Linked DNA regions of Sus scrofa: region 2 is linked to region 1. The links are chromatin contacts, called in public promoter capture Hi-C maps. All regions are on one chromosome and are shown on one strand. The core of a region is the stretch at or near the end of the contact, and the rest is flanking DNA. Distances in the headings are between cores, read along the strand shown. Region 1 holds the start of MUTYH (adenine DNA glycosylase). Region 2 holds the start of EIF2B3 (translation initiation factor eIF-2B subunit gamma).

Region 1 (7,679 bases), core at 1,389-3,888:
GGAACGGGAGAACTGGCTTTTCGCCACGGTGAGGGGGACAGCCTTGCCACTCAGGTATACCTTGTTGTGGCATTCAGGTAGCCATGGTCCAGAGCGACAGGGCTGGAGTCCTTGGCCCACTCCCACATAGGCCATCACGTAGCCTGTCATGAAGGCATCAAAGCCAGCCCGATGCAGCCCATCCCCAGGCACTGGGTTAGGACTGGCTTGGCTCCCTGGTGCTTCTGGGGCGGTCACGTCAGCTGGTGCAGGCCTTGTTGCCTCAAGCTCCACGTCCAAGTCGTTTTCGTGACCTTGCTCAGAGCCAGGCTGGTTCCCAGTCTCATCCTCAGCCACCTCCGGCTCACCTTCCTCAGGCTTCAGGCCTTCCCCACGGACCTGCTTGGCGGGAGGACCACCCTCCGTTTCCCCAGGGGTCTGTCTCGCAGGCAGGCTCAACAAAGCCTTCAGCCGTTTTCCCCTACGTCTTCGTCGACGCCTCTTGTCTTCCACGACAGCCTCGTCAGTGTCAATAATAAGGTCAATATCATGGGACCGAGGACAACGTGGTCCCAGGGGGCACCAGCCGTAGGCCTGGAAGCAGGGAAAAAACCTTAGAGAGGGGTTCGAGGCATTAAACCTCCCTCCCCCCAGGAAATAGGCAGGTGCTCTCACCGAGAAGTTGTCACAGATGCTGGTGGAATGGGGACGGGAGGTTGCAGGGGCATGCAGCAGCGATAGTCAATGTGGGCCCTCATGCTAGAAGGATAGCTGCAGAACTCCAGGGTAAGGTGTGGGCTGCCAGCTGCCCTCTGCTTCCCATTTTCCCGCTCACTGCAACACACAAGAAGGTACCCGTCCCTGAGCATATAAGCTCCGTGAGAACAGGGTGTTTGTCTGCTTTGTTCACTGCTGAACCCTGAACCCTCAGCACCCAACACAGTGCCTGGCACAGGGGAGGCACTCAATCAATGTCTTAAGTGAGTGAAATAGTCAAGACAATACCAGGCCCCACCCTGTTCCCTCAACCAGTCCCTCACCATTTCCGGAAGGCATATTCTAGGTAGGAGGCCACAAAGCGGGCGTGAAACTCAGCAGCATATTTGGTGTCATAAATGCCAGCTGGGAACATTTCACACAGGTCAGCAGTGAAGGTTCCCAAGCTCTCGGGCAGGTGCGCATAGAAGTGCTGGTACAGGAACACCAGGTCTATAAGACCGTTGTGCAACACCAGGGGCCGGCGGGCCCGGATCAGCTCCAGGAACAGGGTCCTCACTGACTGGCTCTGGCTCTCATCGCCCTGGGTGGAAAGAAAGGGGTCACTGGGAAGGACAGAGTCCCCAGGGAAGCCTCTTTTGCAGGACACATACATCCCAGGCTCCCTCACTTGGAAAGTTCTCTCCTGCTGTCTAATCCAGCGCTCTTCACCAAGGTATGTTTTGTTTCCCCAGCTGTCACGACGCCCCATGTGCCTAAGAAACAGATCCTCCCCCAGGCACCCAGCCGCAAAGAGGAGTAAGAAATGAAGTCACAGAAAGGGCCGCCTCAAGGCTGGAGTCCTACCTTGTCGTTGCCCTTGTGGTAGGGGATGCCCTGGGCATACTGCCGGTTGAAGTTGAAACCATGCTGGACCAGGAACTGCACGGACTTTGGTTCTATGACATACTCCTCCATGCACAGCAGGGTCAGATTGAACACCTGGACCAGGTATGAATGGTCACCCTGGGAGAGAAGGAGGTTCTGCTACGTCAAGCCTTGGGAGGAAAAAACCTCACAGCTGATGTTCTCTAGGATCTCAACCCTCCTCCCCCAGCCACAGACCTGGGAGAGGGTGAGATCAGCCCATACCTTGTCCGGCTGGTGCTTAAAGCAAGCGAGGCCCAGGGAGAGGATGGAACGGGTCCTGGCAGCATGACACACGGCCTTGTAACGTTCCTCGATGCACCTTGGGGTTGAGGTTGGGAGTGGCTGTGGCTGGGACTTAGCCTCATGACGGACCCAAACCACCCAGGACTGTGACCTCCACTCCAGGGCTGAGCTCTGCCCCTCCTGCCAAGGCTAGGACTAAAGAGATCAGGGCTTACACTTACTGGTTCAGCAAACTCTTCCGGTCCCCAAGCCCACTCAGTTCCTAAGCGTCAGCAAAGAGAGAGCTGTGTTAGGTCCGCAGCACCAGCCCCCTCACAACCACCGGCTCTCCCAGTTCCCCAACCCTCACCGTGTCCACAGCCACAAAGCTAGCTGTCTTTATGGCCAGCAGGAGGGACGGCCACATTTCCTTGAAGTTGTCGTTTTGTACATCCACCACGGGAACCTGGATTGCCAGCTCCTCCCCAGATTTTGTGCTTTGGTGGACACCACCTGGGGGTAAGGAGGGTGACGACGCTCAGGCAGAGGGCCCATGAGAACAAACACTAAGCTAGGCCATGGCTGGGGGCAGAGGCAGGAGCAGTTTCTCTTTAGGCAAGATATGGCAGCTTTCCCCTCAAGCCTTTGTATCACTTATGCTCAATACACAGGCCTTGGGGTGCACAGTGCCCCGATTTTGGGGAAAAAAAGCCCAGGTCTTTCAGAAGATTATGAGGCTGGGAAAGTGTCTTCCTCCTCAGCATCAAAACCTGTAAAAGACTAAGGTTGGGCTCGATGATCTGTGAGGTTCCTTTTCCCCACATCCTCTACGAAATCTTTTGCAAGGATGGAGGACCTCGGCTCCTTTAATATCCTGCAAGGCTCTACAGCACCGTTCCCGGGGCACCTCATAGCCACACGCGGCAGCAGCCAGAGCGCGCGCAGAGCCTGATACATTACGCCCGCATCCGTCCCACTTCCTGCCCACAACTCCCCACCCGCCCCGCTTAACAGAGCTTCGAGCTCCGGACTGCATCTCCCGGCACGCCCCTGCACGTCCCGACTCCGCGCCAGCACGCCAGACTTCCGCAGCCAGCGTCGCGGTGCACGCCGGGACTTGTAGTCTCCTCGTGGCTGGTCCAGAAGGAAGCAGCTAGTCCTCTGAAACTTGAGGTCGGTTTCTTCGAACAGTGAACCTGAGGCCCTCCCGCCCCGCCAAACGTACAGGATTTCAAAGCTGTCCCCGGGAAGCCACTCACCGTCAGAAACGGCTGGAGCTGAGGCTGCGCCGTCGTCACTGTCGGCGGCCATGACACCGCGAGTCTCTCTTCAGTATAGTCAGTGGGTCCGCGGGACTTCCGCTTCGTCCCCCGGCTCGGCTCTCGCCGTCGGGGAGGTGGCGGCGCCTCGCCTCGCCCCCTGGGTCGCCGACAGGTCGGACTTCCGTTCAGAGCTCCCGGGGCTGGCGCGGAGCAGCGGGCCCGGCGCGCGCTGAGAGCCTATTGGCTGGCGTGTTCCCGCTGACCTCCCGGATTGGCCGGAGCCACGCCCCCTGGCGTCCAGTCGGGAGCCGGCCGCGCGAGACCGCGCGAGAGGTAATTCGCCCACAGCGCGGCGGGAATGTGGACCTGAGCGCCGCGGCGCGGGGAGGGGTGCTCCGGGACGGGGGTGCGGGGGTTCCCCCCCAGAGGAGGTGGCGCTGCCCGAGCTGAGCTTAAAGCACGCATATGAGTTATGCAGAGACAGGGGAGTGTGGAGAAAGAGCAATATTCTGGGAATGGGCAAGTTCCTGGGGAGGGTGGAGAGCGCCTTTCGTCCCAGGAAGTGAAAGAAGCGGGGAGCGGGACGGGAAATGAGGCTGCGGGAGATGAGAGCGTCCCGGTAGCAGGGACACCTTTTAAGTAACCCTGATGCGTGATAATAGGGACTTGAATTAGGACTCTAGCAGGGACAAATTGTCAGCAGTTAGGAGGTATAGTTGACCTGCAGGGGGTTTGAACACGATTCCTGCTACCGGGAGATGCTCTGCGCCTACCGGACACTAGTCCTTTCCCAGGGGCTTTGGTTCCCACCAAAGACTCTCAACTCGTTCACTTCCGTTTTTTGCTGTTTTCAGTTCATCTTCAGCCTTTCTACCGAGTGTTTTCATCTCTGTTTCGAATGGCTTGAATTTCTCCTATTCTGAAAAGAGGGAAACTTTTACCTCATCCCAAATTAATTTAACAAGTGTTTATAGTGTACAGTTTGCCTGGCACTGTGCTCAGCTCTGGGGACACAACCGTCAACAAAAGACACCCAGTCTTTGCTTTTGTCGAGTTTTACAGTTAAGTGGGGAAGGCAGGCACTGATGGAAGAATCACAAATGCTTATGAAGTTACAGTTGGTATAAGAGCAGCAGTGGAAGGTAAGGCTGGGGGAAGGGGGCTGACTTGGACATTTAAGTCAAGACCTGAAGAATGACTAAAAGTTAGGTACAGCATGGAAGAGCTAGCCAAACAGAGGGGATGGATTGGGTCAGGCCTCAATGCAGGCAGACACTTGGGGAATTGAAGCAGCTCTTTCAGGCAAACATGGCTAGCGCATAGTGAGAGGGGATGAGGCAGGTGGGGCTCGTTGGAGCCCACAAAGCTATTTTAAGGGGATTGGCTTCTAAGAGCAATGGTGTGTTGCCAGAGTCCTCCAGTGGCCTACAAGCTTCTCTGTAATGTCTCCAATTTTCTTTTTTCTTTCTTTTTTTTTGTCTTTTTAAGGCCACACCTGCGGCATATGGAAGTTCCCAGGCTAGGGGTCAAATTGGACCTGCAGCTGCCAGCCTATACCACAGCTTCAGCAGCGTGGGATCCTTAACCCACTGAGTAAGGCCGGGGATCAACCCGTGTCCTCATGGGTACTAGTCGGGTTCTTTAACCACTGAGCCATGATGGGAACTCCAGTCTCCAGTTGTCTTGACCTCTGACTTTATCTACTGCTTACTCTTTCCTTCTTCCATTCCAACCATAATGGCTTCCTCATTGTTCTCCAAACACACCAGGCACCCTTCTCAGGGCCTTTGCACTAACTGCTTCTTAGGATGCCTTTTCCACAGGTATCAATATCCCCATGACTAATTCCTTCAACTGCTTTTTTTTGTCTTTTTTGGGCTGCACTTGTGGCATGTGGAGGTTCCCAGGCTAGGGGCCTAATCGGAGCTGTAGCCCCTGGCCTATGCCCAGAGCCACAGCAACGCAGGATCTGAGCCATCTTCGAGCTACACCACGGCTCACGGCAACGCCGGATCCTTAACCCACTGGGCAAGGCCGGGGATTGAACCCACAACCTCATGGTTCCTAATAGGATTCGTTTCCGCTGAGCTACAAGGGGAACTCACCTGCTGTAAGTCGTTGGTCAAATATCATTTTAATAAGGCCCACCTTGACCACCTTCTTTAAAATTGCAACATTCCACCCCCCTTCACTGCTTTGCTTTCCCTCTGTATACTAGTATTTATCATTAATATCTTACATAATTTACTGATTGTACATTATTTATTGTCTGCCCCATTGAGAGTATATGCTCCATAAGGGCAAGAATCTTTGATGTTCTGTTTACTGAAGTATTCCAAGTACCAAGTGCTTGACACAGTAAGCACTCCATAAATATTTGTTCACTGAGTAATGGGAAGCTATTACAGGCTTCAAGTAAGAAAGTGACATAATCCTGTCTTAATAGATTGCTGTAGGAGTTCCCATCGTGGCTCAGCGGAAACAAATTGGACGAGCATCCATGAGGACACAGGTTCTACTCTGGCCTTGCTCAGTGGGTTAAGGATCCAGCATGGCTGTGGCTGTGGTGTAGGCCGGCAGCTACAACTCCGATTTTCAGCCCCTCACCTGGGCACCTCCATATGCCATGGATGTGGCCCTGAAAAGACAAAAGACCAAAAAAAAAAAAAAAAAAGATTGCTTTTGTCTTTGGAGAATAGATTGCAGCATGGATTGTCAGCAAGTGCGGGGAAGAAGGTTGGCTCTGAAGGAGAAGAGGGTGGGTCTGGTTCTGGTAGAAAGGGTTGGCGGAGCAGGACCCTGAGCTCCAAGGATTTCGGAGGAGGGAACCTGTCCTCCATATCCTGGGTACAGGACAAGGAGCGTGCAGATGGAGCCAAGTTTGTGCCTTTGTTTTCTTCTCCGAAGGAAGAAGCAACCCCTTTGGTGGAAATAAGGTGGTGAAATAAAAAGTTTAAGGAAAGGGGAGTTCCCGTCGTGGCGCAGTGGTTAACGAATCCGACTAGGAACCATGAGGTTGCGGGTTCGGTCCCTGCCCTTGCTCAGTGGGTTAACGATCCGGCGTTGCCGTGAGCTGTGGTGTAGGTTGCAGACGCGGCTCAGATCCTGCGTTGCTGTGGCTCTGGCGTAGGCCGGTGGCCACAGCTCCGATTCGACCCCTAGCCTGGGAACCTCCATATGCCGCGGGAGCGGCCCAAGAAATAGCAAAAAAAAGACAAAAAAAAAAAAAAAAAAGTTTAAGGAAAGGGTTTGAACCAGAGTCTCCACAGGGACTGCACTATGGCCAAGTGCAAGTTCTGCAGGCACATCTTTTGGGTTTGAATCAAAGAGTTGTTTAATCAGAGTTCCTGTCGTGGCTCAGTGGTTAACGAGTCCAACTAGGAACCATGAGGTTTCGGGTTCGATTCCCTGGCCTTGCTCAGTGGGTTGAGGATCTGGGGTTGCCGTGAGCTGTGGTGTAGGTCGCAGATGTGGCTCAGATCCTGCGTTGCTGTGGCTCTTGCGTAGGCCGGTGGCTACAGCTCCGATTCGATCCCAGCCCGGGAACCTCCATATGCCGCAGAAGCGGCCCTAGAAAAGGCAAAAAAAAAAAAAAAAAAAAAAAGTTGTTTAATCCCCATCCTCAGTTTCCTGAGAACTGAGGTGGAGGTGATCCTAGAACATGCCTCATGGACTTGTCGGGAGTGGAGTGAGTAATCTGTAAAGCACTTAGCTTGGGGTTTGGCGTTTATAAGCCCTAACTGGTAGCTTCTTGTAGCCAGTAGATGAAAGGCAGCCGGACAGTAAGGGAGCAGAGAAGGTCAGCCAGATGCAATTTTTTCTGTTACCGATGGATAGGCAGCTATGATTCCGCTAAATCAGAAGAAGGTTAGGAATAAAACTAGCTCATCTCCCCCGACTCTCAGCCCTGCCCAACTTGCCATCTGCTCTCAAAGAAGCAAATCTTTTCCACTTTCCTTGGTTTCTGCCTTTTTTTTTTCCTTTGTATTTTATTTTTTAAGTCGTCACAGAGGTTTCTTTTTTCAATAGAATGAAGGTTTGGACTAGACGACTCCTAAGACTGTTTCCGTGTAAACCGTGCTACGCCTTTGAGCAGATAAACCTCCTTCTTACACCTGTGCTCCCAGAAACCCCTAAAGAAGCCCTGTCCACACGCGGAGTCACAGTTCGCATCCGGGATGCACAGGTGGTCCCACCCAGGAGGCTTTGGTCTTTGACTCAGCCCGGCCCTGGCCTCTTAGCCTGTTGCTGTCTCTAGAAGACCCTCCTAATGCTGGTCCCTCTCGAGGCCACTGGCAGAAGCCCAGCCCCGCCAAGAGCAAACAAGCCCATACGCATCTGGAGAGTGTCAGAAAGACTAGGCACTATATGGGTGGAGTGGGGAGAGAGGTGGCTTTAGCCACTGCAGGGCCCCAAGATTCAGCTTCACTGTGACTGATGACTTTGGGGGGCCTTTCCTTTCTGTTCTAGTGGATCATGAAGAAGCCACGAGCGGCTGTGGGCAGCGGAGGTCGTCGCGGGAAGCAGGCATCCAGCGGGGAGGGAAGGGGAAGGTGTGTCCGCGGCAGCCGCCAGGCCAAGTCCTCTGGT
Region 2 (7,679 bases), core at 2,382-4,881, 350 kb after region 1:
GTTGTAATGAATCTTTCTTTAACAGACGACCACTTAATAAGTTTTGGTGTAGTATCAAAGAAGAATACCCGCAATTATCTGACAAAGGCTATTAAAACATCTCTCCCTTTTCCAGCTATGCATCTGTGTGAGGTCAGGTTTTCATTAACCAACACAACAGGTGACAACTGGTGGCAGAACTTAGCTGTTCTGTTCTAAGCCAGACATTAATGAGATGTGCAAGAAGGTGAAACCATGGTATTGGTATTCTTCTATTTTTTTATTTTGAAAACATAGTTATGTTTTCATTAAAATGTTAGTGTGTTACCATGTAATGGTTTTATTGTTTTTATTTTTAATGAATTAATATTTAAAAATTTTCTCAGTTTGAATTTTTAATATGGTCGATATCAACAGATACAATCTATACAAACAAAAGTTCTTTGGGGCCCCAATAATTTTTAAGAGTATAAAGGGTCCAGAGACCAAAAAGTTTGAGAATTGCTGCCCTAAGGGAATAATTGAAAATGAGTTTAAACTGAAGCAGTCTCTCAACTACTTTCCTCAACTGTAGGAGAAAAATCCTCCAGTTCCCTGAAAACATTTGCTAGCTTAAACATGAGCATTTAAAATGGATGACAGGGGGTTCCTGTCGTAGCACAGGGGAAACAAACCCAACTAGGAACCATGAGGTTGTATGTTCGATCCCTGGCCTCACTCAGTGGGTTAAGGATCCAGCGTTGCCGTGAGCTGTGGTGTAGGTCGAAGATGTGGCTCGGATCCCCCGTTGCTGTGGCTGTGGTGTAGGCCGGCAGCTGAAGCTCCGATTCGACCCTGTGCCTGGGAACCTCCATATGCCATGGGTGCGGCCCTAAAAAGACAAAATAAAATAAAATAAAATGGATGACACATCAGAGGTTGAATGCAGTTCTCACTTCATAACTAGTTCTTACCTCAAAACAATACTATAATTCCCAAGGCTTCTGCTTGCTTAATACCAAAGAGGAGAGAGTCTTGCTGCAGAAGGAGAGGGTGGTCAAGTTTTGAGTCTCTTGTAACCAAACCGATCGTTCCATGGCGCCCTTTTACCAACATACTTAGTGTTTTACTTGAGTTAAAATAAATATCCAGTAACAACTCATCACCAGTATCCCAACGTGAAGGAGGATAGGCCAGTTTTATGGATATGGCTTCGAGACTTTTGTTTGTTTGTTTTTTGTTTTGTTTGGGTTTTTTTGGGCCACACCTGCGGCATAAGGAGGTTCCCAGGCTAGGGGTCGAATCAGCGCTGCCCCACACCAGTCACAGCAACTCGGTATCTGAGCCACGTCTGCGACAGCTCATGGCAATGCTGGATTCTTAACCCACTGAGCAAGGCCAGGGATCAAACCTGCATCCTCATGGATGCTAGTCAGATTCCCTTCCACTGAGCCATGATGGAAACTCCAGGACTTTTTTTAGTAGGTTCTGCACTGAGCGCCTATTCTTCTGGCTGAAAGTCTGGGGAAAAGTACGAGTCTGGTGTTTCTCGGTTGCTGTATCTCCAGCATCAAGCATCCAAAACATTGGTTGGCATGTATCAGGCAGGCAATAAATACTTTTGAATAAAGCAGTTTACTTTTATTGCAGAAATTAGACTCTACCTCATAAGTGGCAGGCAGCTAAAGCATTTTAGGGTTTAAGAGATGGAGAAAGAAAGAGGAAGCTTCCAAAAGATTAGGAAATTGCAGGAATGTGTGCGAAAGAGATAATGACCGTTGTTCCTGTTATCTATGTAGCTTAACAAACCACCCCAAAACTTACTGTTTAAAACATCAAAAAAAAATTTTATTATTATCTCTCGCAATTGTTGGAGTTGTCTAGATGCAGCTGTTTGGGTTCTTTCATAGAGTTGCAGCCTCTTAAGCGGTCTCCGTGCTCCCAGGGAGTCTATTATCATTACAGCAACCGGTGATCCTTTCAAACCTGTCATACTGCTCCTCCTCCGCTTCCTTCAAGGTCCTCACGGTGGCATACGAGACCCCAGGACTGGAGTTCCTGGTGTGGTGCAAAGGGAACTGCAGCATCTCTGGAGCTCAGGGATGCAGGTTCCATTCCCAGCCCGACATCCCAACGTAAGGATCCTGCTTTGCCACAGCTGCTCTGTAGGTTGACCCTGCAGCTGGGATTTGATCCCTGAACCAGGAACTCCATATCCCCAAGGGGCAGCCAAAAAAGAAAAAAAAAAAAAGACCCACAGGATCTGAATTCTCTGCCCTCTCCTCCATTGCCTCTCTGATTTCCTTGGTCGTCATTCCTCTGCCCCACTTATTTTGCTTCAGCCATGTTGGCCTCTTTTATGTGCTTTGAACTTGCGGTCTCTCTTGAGGGCCTTTGCACTTGCTGACCACTCCGCTTGGAAGGCTTTTACTCAAAATATCCACCTGACTCACACTCTTCAAGAAAATATCCACCTGACTCACGCTCTTCAAGATCTTGTTCGATGTCACCATCTCAGTGAGATCTTCCCTAATTCCGCGTCCCCAACCGTTTTGATGGATTAAAGGCGGATGTTGTCCACACCAAAATAGTCTGGTTTAGAAAGCCAATGTCGGAGTTCCCGTCGTGGTGCAGTGGTTAACGAATCCGACTAGGAACCATGAGGTTGCGGGTTCGGTCCCTGCCCTTGCTCAGTGGGTTAACGATCCGGCGTTGCCGTGAGCTGTGGTGTAGGTTGCAGACGCAGCTCGGATCCCGCGTTGCTGTGGCTCTGGCGTAGGCTGGTGGCTACAGCTCCGATTCGACCCCTAGCCTGGGAACCTCCATATGCCGTGGGAGCGGCCCAAGAAATAGCAACAACAACAAAAGACAAAAAAAAAAAAAAAAAGCCAACGTTGAGTCCCCATATTAGGCATCACTGGACATAGAAAACCTTGGCAATCGTTGGCCTGCAAGAGATTTGGTGATTTCTCCACTGGGGAGCCCCACATCGCAGAGTGTGGTTGGGGACCGATCCTAGAAGGACAATTGCCTTAAGGAAGAGACTGCGGCTGTTCCAGCCTGAGTTTCAAGGACCCCTGCACCGCGAGGGACGCTCCCTGTATTGTGGAAACCGCAAAAACCGTGGCAATGGAAGGAGACAAACAGCACTCAGATCTATGGAAAAGCAAGATTTATTCAGCACCGGTGAGGGCTCAGAGGAGACACCTCCAGAGTCTGAGCACCAGGTCTTTGTTCTCAGTAACTTTTATACACTACAAGGGCTTGCTTTTGCCATGTAAGCATCCCGGACCTCCCCCCATCCCCAAGCAGACAGTGTTCCTCCCTAAGAAACTGAGCCAGCAAGGTTACAGAAGCGGAACTGATAAGCAATGCTGGGTACCTGATTAGCAGGGCTGCTGGCTGGGACAGAGGGCACACAGTTGTTACATTATTACAAGAAGGGTGGTATAGTGACGAGCACAGCTGAAAGGCTTGCAGCTGCCTTCTTAGCCAAGGGGTGGGGGTTGTTCTTTAGTTAAAACTCCATTTCACCCGGACATTGATGACATGTGAACGGACTTAAAGCCACAGGGAGCGCCGCCGGCCGCTCTCCTCCGCTCCCCCCAGCAGCGCGCTTCTGGCCGTCATCTATCATTCGGCGCTCATCCCTTCTCCGCGGGCCTGCCCGGCGCGTCCCATCGATCTGTTCGGCCATCGCGCGCCTGCGCCTTTGGGCTGTCAGGCAGCGGCGGCGTGGGGAGCGTTGGGAGCGGTGGCGGCGCGCGACCCGAGGTAAAGCCGAAGCTTCTGCGCTGCCAGGCCGCGCGCGAGTTGGCTGGCCGCGGGAGCCGCGCGGTGGAGGCCGCCGAGCCCCGCTTCCCCGGAGGGGGTCGAGCTCCTGGAGCCCGGCCGAGCAGGGCCTGAGCGGGTGGCGGAGGTGCGGAGCCCCGGAGTTGCCGGCTGGAGCGCCTGCCCGACCTGGCCGCGGAGCCAAGTGCCCCAACTAGAAGGGCGCTCGGCGAGAATCCGAGCCAACCACCTTGTGCAACAGGTGGAGGAAACGGAGTTTCAGGGTCTGCTAGAAGTCTCATCCAGGGAGCTTCAGACCCAGGACCAGGCGCCCTGAGGACAGTGCCTGAGCTCTGCTCACTTAAGCCCTTTGTTCATTGATGCTGTGTTTAGTTGTTTAAGTGCAAGACAGTGGACTACAAAGAGGAATGCAGTCAGGTCTCGCTGAGAGGATAACTATGATATGATGTTTTATCTTGCCAGTTTTCGAAGGGAGAAGGCAGTGAGTGCTCTGACGGAGGCAGGTCTGGGGTGCCATGAACACCCCCTCTTAAAACTTTTGTGCTCTCTGTCCCAGCCATTGAGTGGCCAATGAATCTTTGCCTTGATTCCCATCGTCCAGAGTCATGGCAGTGACATTGAGACGTTTGACGGATTGCCTGGTGTCATGGAAAGTCATGTCCATGATTACCCCCCGGGCCTCATGGAGAGCAGGAACCTCAGATCGAGGTGACCTGGGTTCTGATGTCACTTCTGCACATGTTTGAACTTGACTCTTACATGGGGTTGTTGTGAGGTTCGCAGGTGCTTATTCCACAAACACTGATTGAGTGCCTGGCCAGGTGCTGGGAATACAGGGATGACAGTCAGGGAACTCGCAGGAAATAGCAAGTGGATGATAAAGCTTGTAAAGGCAGAGATGCTATGTACATAGCAGAGTGGAAGCATCTAAGGGGAAAGGAGTTAGTTGCTTCTACCAGGAGAGTGGGAAGGGTTAGGAATGGCTTTTTAGGCAAGATGATTCTTGAACTGAGTCTTAAAAGTTTAATAGGTGGATTACATACAGGAGAAGGGCCGCTTAGGAAGCAAGAATAGCAATACAGGGACCAGAATTATGCAACATCGTGGTTCAGTTGGCACAGAAGACTTTCATGATCTGTCTAATAATATCAAACATGGATACACTGCTTGTCACGGGATTAACATTATTTTGTGTGTTTTACGTAGATTAACTCATTTAATATTTACCCTGTGAAGTAGAAACTAATTATCCTTATCTTAGAAAATTCAGAAAACACAAAGGCGAGGGAAGAGGGAGTGGGATGGACTGGGAGTTTGGATTTAGTAGATGCAAACTATTCCATTTAGATGGATAAGCATGAGGTCCCTCTGTACAGCACAGGGAACTGTATCCAGTCTCTTGGCACAGACCATGATGGAAGATAATATAAGAAAGGGAGTGTGTGTTTACGTATGACTGGGTCACTTTGCTGTACTGCAGAAATTGGCACAATATGGTAAATCAACTACACTTTAATAAAAAATAGTAATAAAAAAAGAAAATTAAGAAAACAGAGACTTGGAAAAGTTATGTAGTTTACCACGGATCACACAGCTAATTCATGGTAGAACTAGAATTCAAACCCAGGCAGTCTGGTTTAAGGGTCTGGGAATTGAACCACCAGGCTCCCTTCTAGAATCTGAGGACAATAAGAGTTTTAAATGTCAGGCTCCTGGTTACATCACCTGTAAGTGGTAGAACCATAACTCTGACTCAGGTCTTTTAACTCTTAAGGACCTGGTGCTCTTTTCATAATACTGTCAGATGTTATGGGAGTTATGTAGTGCCAGATTGAAGTTAAATTCCAATTTGAGGGGAGTTCCCCTCGTGGCTCAGCGGTTAATGAACCCGACTGGGATCCATGAGGTTGCGGGTTCAGTCCCTGGCCCCACTCAGTGAGTTAAGGACCTGCCGTTGCCACGAGCTGTGGTGTAGGTTGCAGACACAGCTCGGATCCTGCATTGCAGTGGCTGTGGCGTAGGCCAGCAGCTGTGGCTCAGATTAGACCCCTAGCCTGGGAATTCCATGTGCCACAGGTGTGGCCCTAAAAAGCAAAACAAAAAAAAAATTTTCCGATTTGAGGCTATGCTTGCTAGAATCCAGATTGCCATGTCGTCAGAGTTCCCATTGTGGCTCAGCAGTTAATGGACCCAGCCAGCATCCATGAGGAGTCAGGTTCAGTCCCTGGCCTTACTCAGTGGGTTAAGAATCCGCCGTTGCCATGAGCTGTGGTGTAGGTCGCAGCTGCGGCTCAGATCCCATGTTGCTGTGGCTGTGGCGTAGGCTGGCGGCTACAGCTCCAATTCGACCCCTAGCTTGGAAACCTCCTTATGCCACAGGTGAGGCCCTAAAAAGACAAAAAGGCAAACAAAACAAATTACCGTATCTTTAAATTGTGGGTGTTGTATAAGAGTTTCCACTTTGTGTTTGTGTGTATAGGGTGAGAGTGTTGGGTACTGAGTGGGGAACCCAAGACTGATTAAGATTATGGTAAAGGTGCAACAGTATTTGGCAGTTTGGTGTTAAAATAAATTATTTTTCCTGAACATTAAATTTCATTTTTGTATTTAAAAGGTTACGTCATTTGTTGTAAGTTAAAGAGCACATTTATTTTAAATCAATAAGGACTTAGGACCTTTTAATGTGCCTCTCTTTTGTGGTAGCTACTATTTTTTTTTTTTTTCTTTTTGCCATGTCGGTGGCATGTGGCACTTCCTAGGTCAGGGATGGAACCCAAGCCACAGCACCAGCAACATGGTGCAGTGACAATACTGGATCCTTAACCCACTGTGCCACAAGGGAACTCCATTAAGAGATTTTTTTTGAATGTCACACAAGCTCATTTATTACTTGAGTTTGAAGAAAAGAAATTAATTTGGTTTTTTGTCATTGTTGTTTTGTCTTTTGTCTTTTTAGGGCCACACCTGTGGCATATGGAAGTTCCCAGGCTAGGGGTCCAATCAGAGCTGTAGCTGATGGCCTACACCACAGCCACAGCAATTCGGGGTCCGAGCTGTATCTGAGACCTACACCACAGCTCACGGCAACACCAGATCGTTAACCCACTGAGCAAGGCCAGGGGTCGAACCCGCATCCTCATGGATGCCAGTTGGGTTTGCTAATGGCTGAGCCACAGTGGAAACTCCAAAAGAAATGAATTTGGTTTGTTTGTACATTTGGGCTCTGCAAATCTAAGTTAGTGCCGTCTTTCATGTTGGGGATCATGACAGGAAGGGAGCCGATGGCTGAACTATTAAAAGAATCTTAAGTCATTTCCTACTTTTCAGAGATCTAATGTGCTTGTATTTTTGTTATTAATTCTAGTCAGTTTTAAATTTTTTGAAGGAATAAGAATTCACATATCAGGAGCCAACTTGATAGAACTCATACTCTTTTAAGAGTCAGCTCAAGCATTGCTTTCTTATAAAGCTTTCCTGTCTTTTCTAGGAAGACTTGGGTGTTGCCATCACTGTATATGCCTACTTCGTCTTGGATAGATCCCTGCCAGGGCATTACTGAGTGTATATTGTAATTTACTGCATTTGCCTTCACTTAATTGTGAGCAACTCAAGGGCAATGGCCAAATTTTATTTTATTTTTTTTTGTCTTTTGTCTTTTTAGACCACACCCGCAGCATATGGAGGTTCCCAGGCTAGGGGTCCAATCGGAGCTGTAGCCGCTGACCTACACCACAGTCACAGCAATGCAGGATCTGAGCAGAGTCTGCGACCTACACCACAGCTTGTGGCAATGCCAGATCCTTAACCCACTGAGCAAGGCCAGGGATCGAACCCGCAACCTCATGGTTCCTAGTTGGATTCGTTTCCACTGTGCCACAATGGGAACTCCCCAAGTTTTTTTTTGTTTTTGTTTTTGTTTTTTTGTTTTT

Evidence for each region. Promoter capture Hi-C pulls out the DNA fragments that hold promoters and counts their contacts.
Region 2: a promoter capture Hi-C map of liver shows a contact between it and region 1, with 6 times the contacts expected there. The contact joins the promoter of EIF2B3 here to the promoter of MUTYH in region 1. A contact is called at or near these places in 1 of 5 promoter capture datasets (liver) and 1 of 2 datasets of contacts at active chromatin or transcription factors (alveolar macrophages).

Annotation. Positions count from the first base shown.
Region 1 is chr6:166,000,215-166,007,893 of Sscrofa11.1, forward strand. MUTYH (adenine DNA glycosylase) reads left to right here and starts at 2,639. Exons shown (of 16, transcript XM_021096748.1): 1 at 2,639-3,422; 2 at 7,560-7,677. The coding sequence starts at 7,566. TOE1 (target of EGR1 protein 1) reads right to left here and starts at 3,356. Exons shown (of 9, transcript XM_003128045.4): 1 at 3,087-3,356; 2 at 2,198-2,340; 3 at 2,070-2,110; 4 at 1,828-1,924; 5 at 1,543-1,701; 6 at 1,020-1,279; 7 at 707-813; 8 at 655-704; 9 at 1-573. The coding sequence starts at 3,138.
Region 2 is chr6:166,350,287-166,357,965 of Sscrofa11.1, forward strand. It overlaps EIF2B3 (translation initiation factor eIF-2B subunit gamma), which reads left to right and starts at 3,632. Exons shown (of 12, transcript XM_021096758.1): 1 at 3,632-3,732.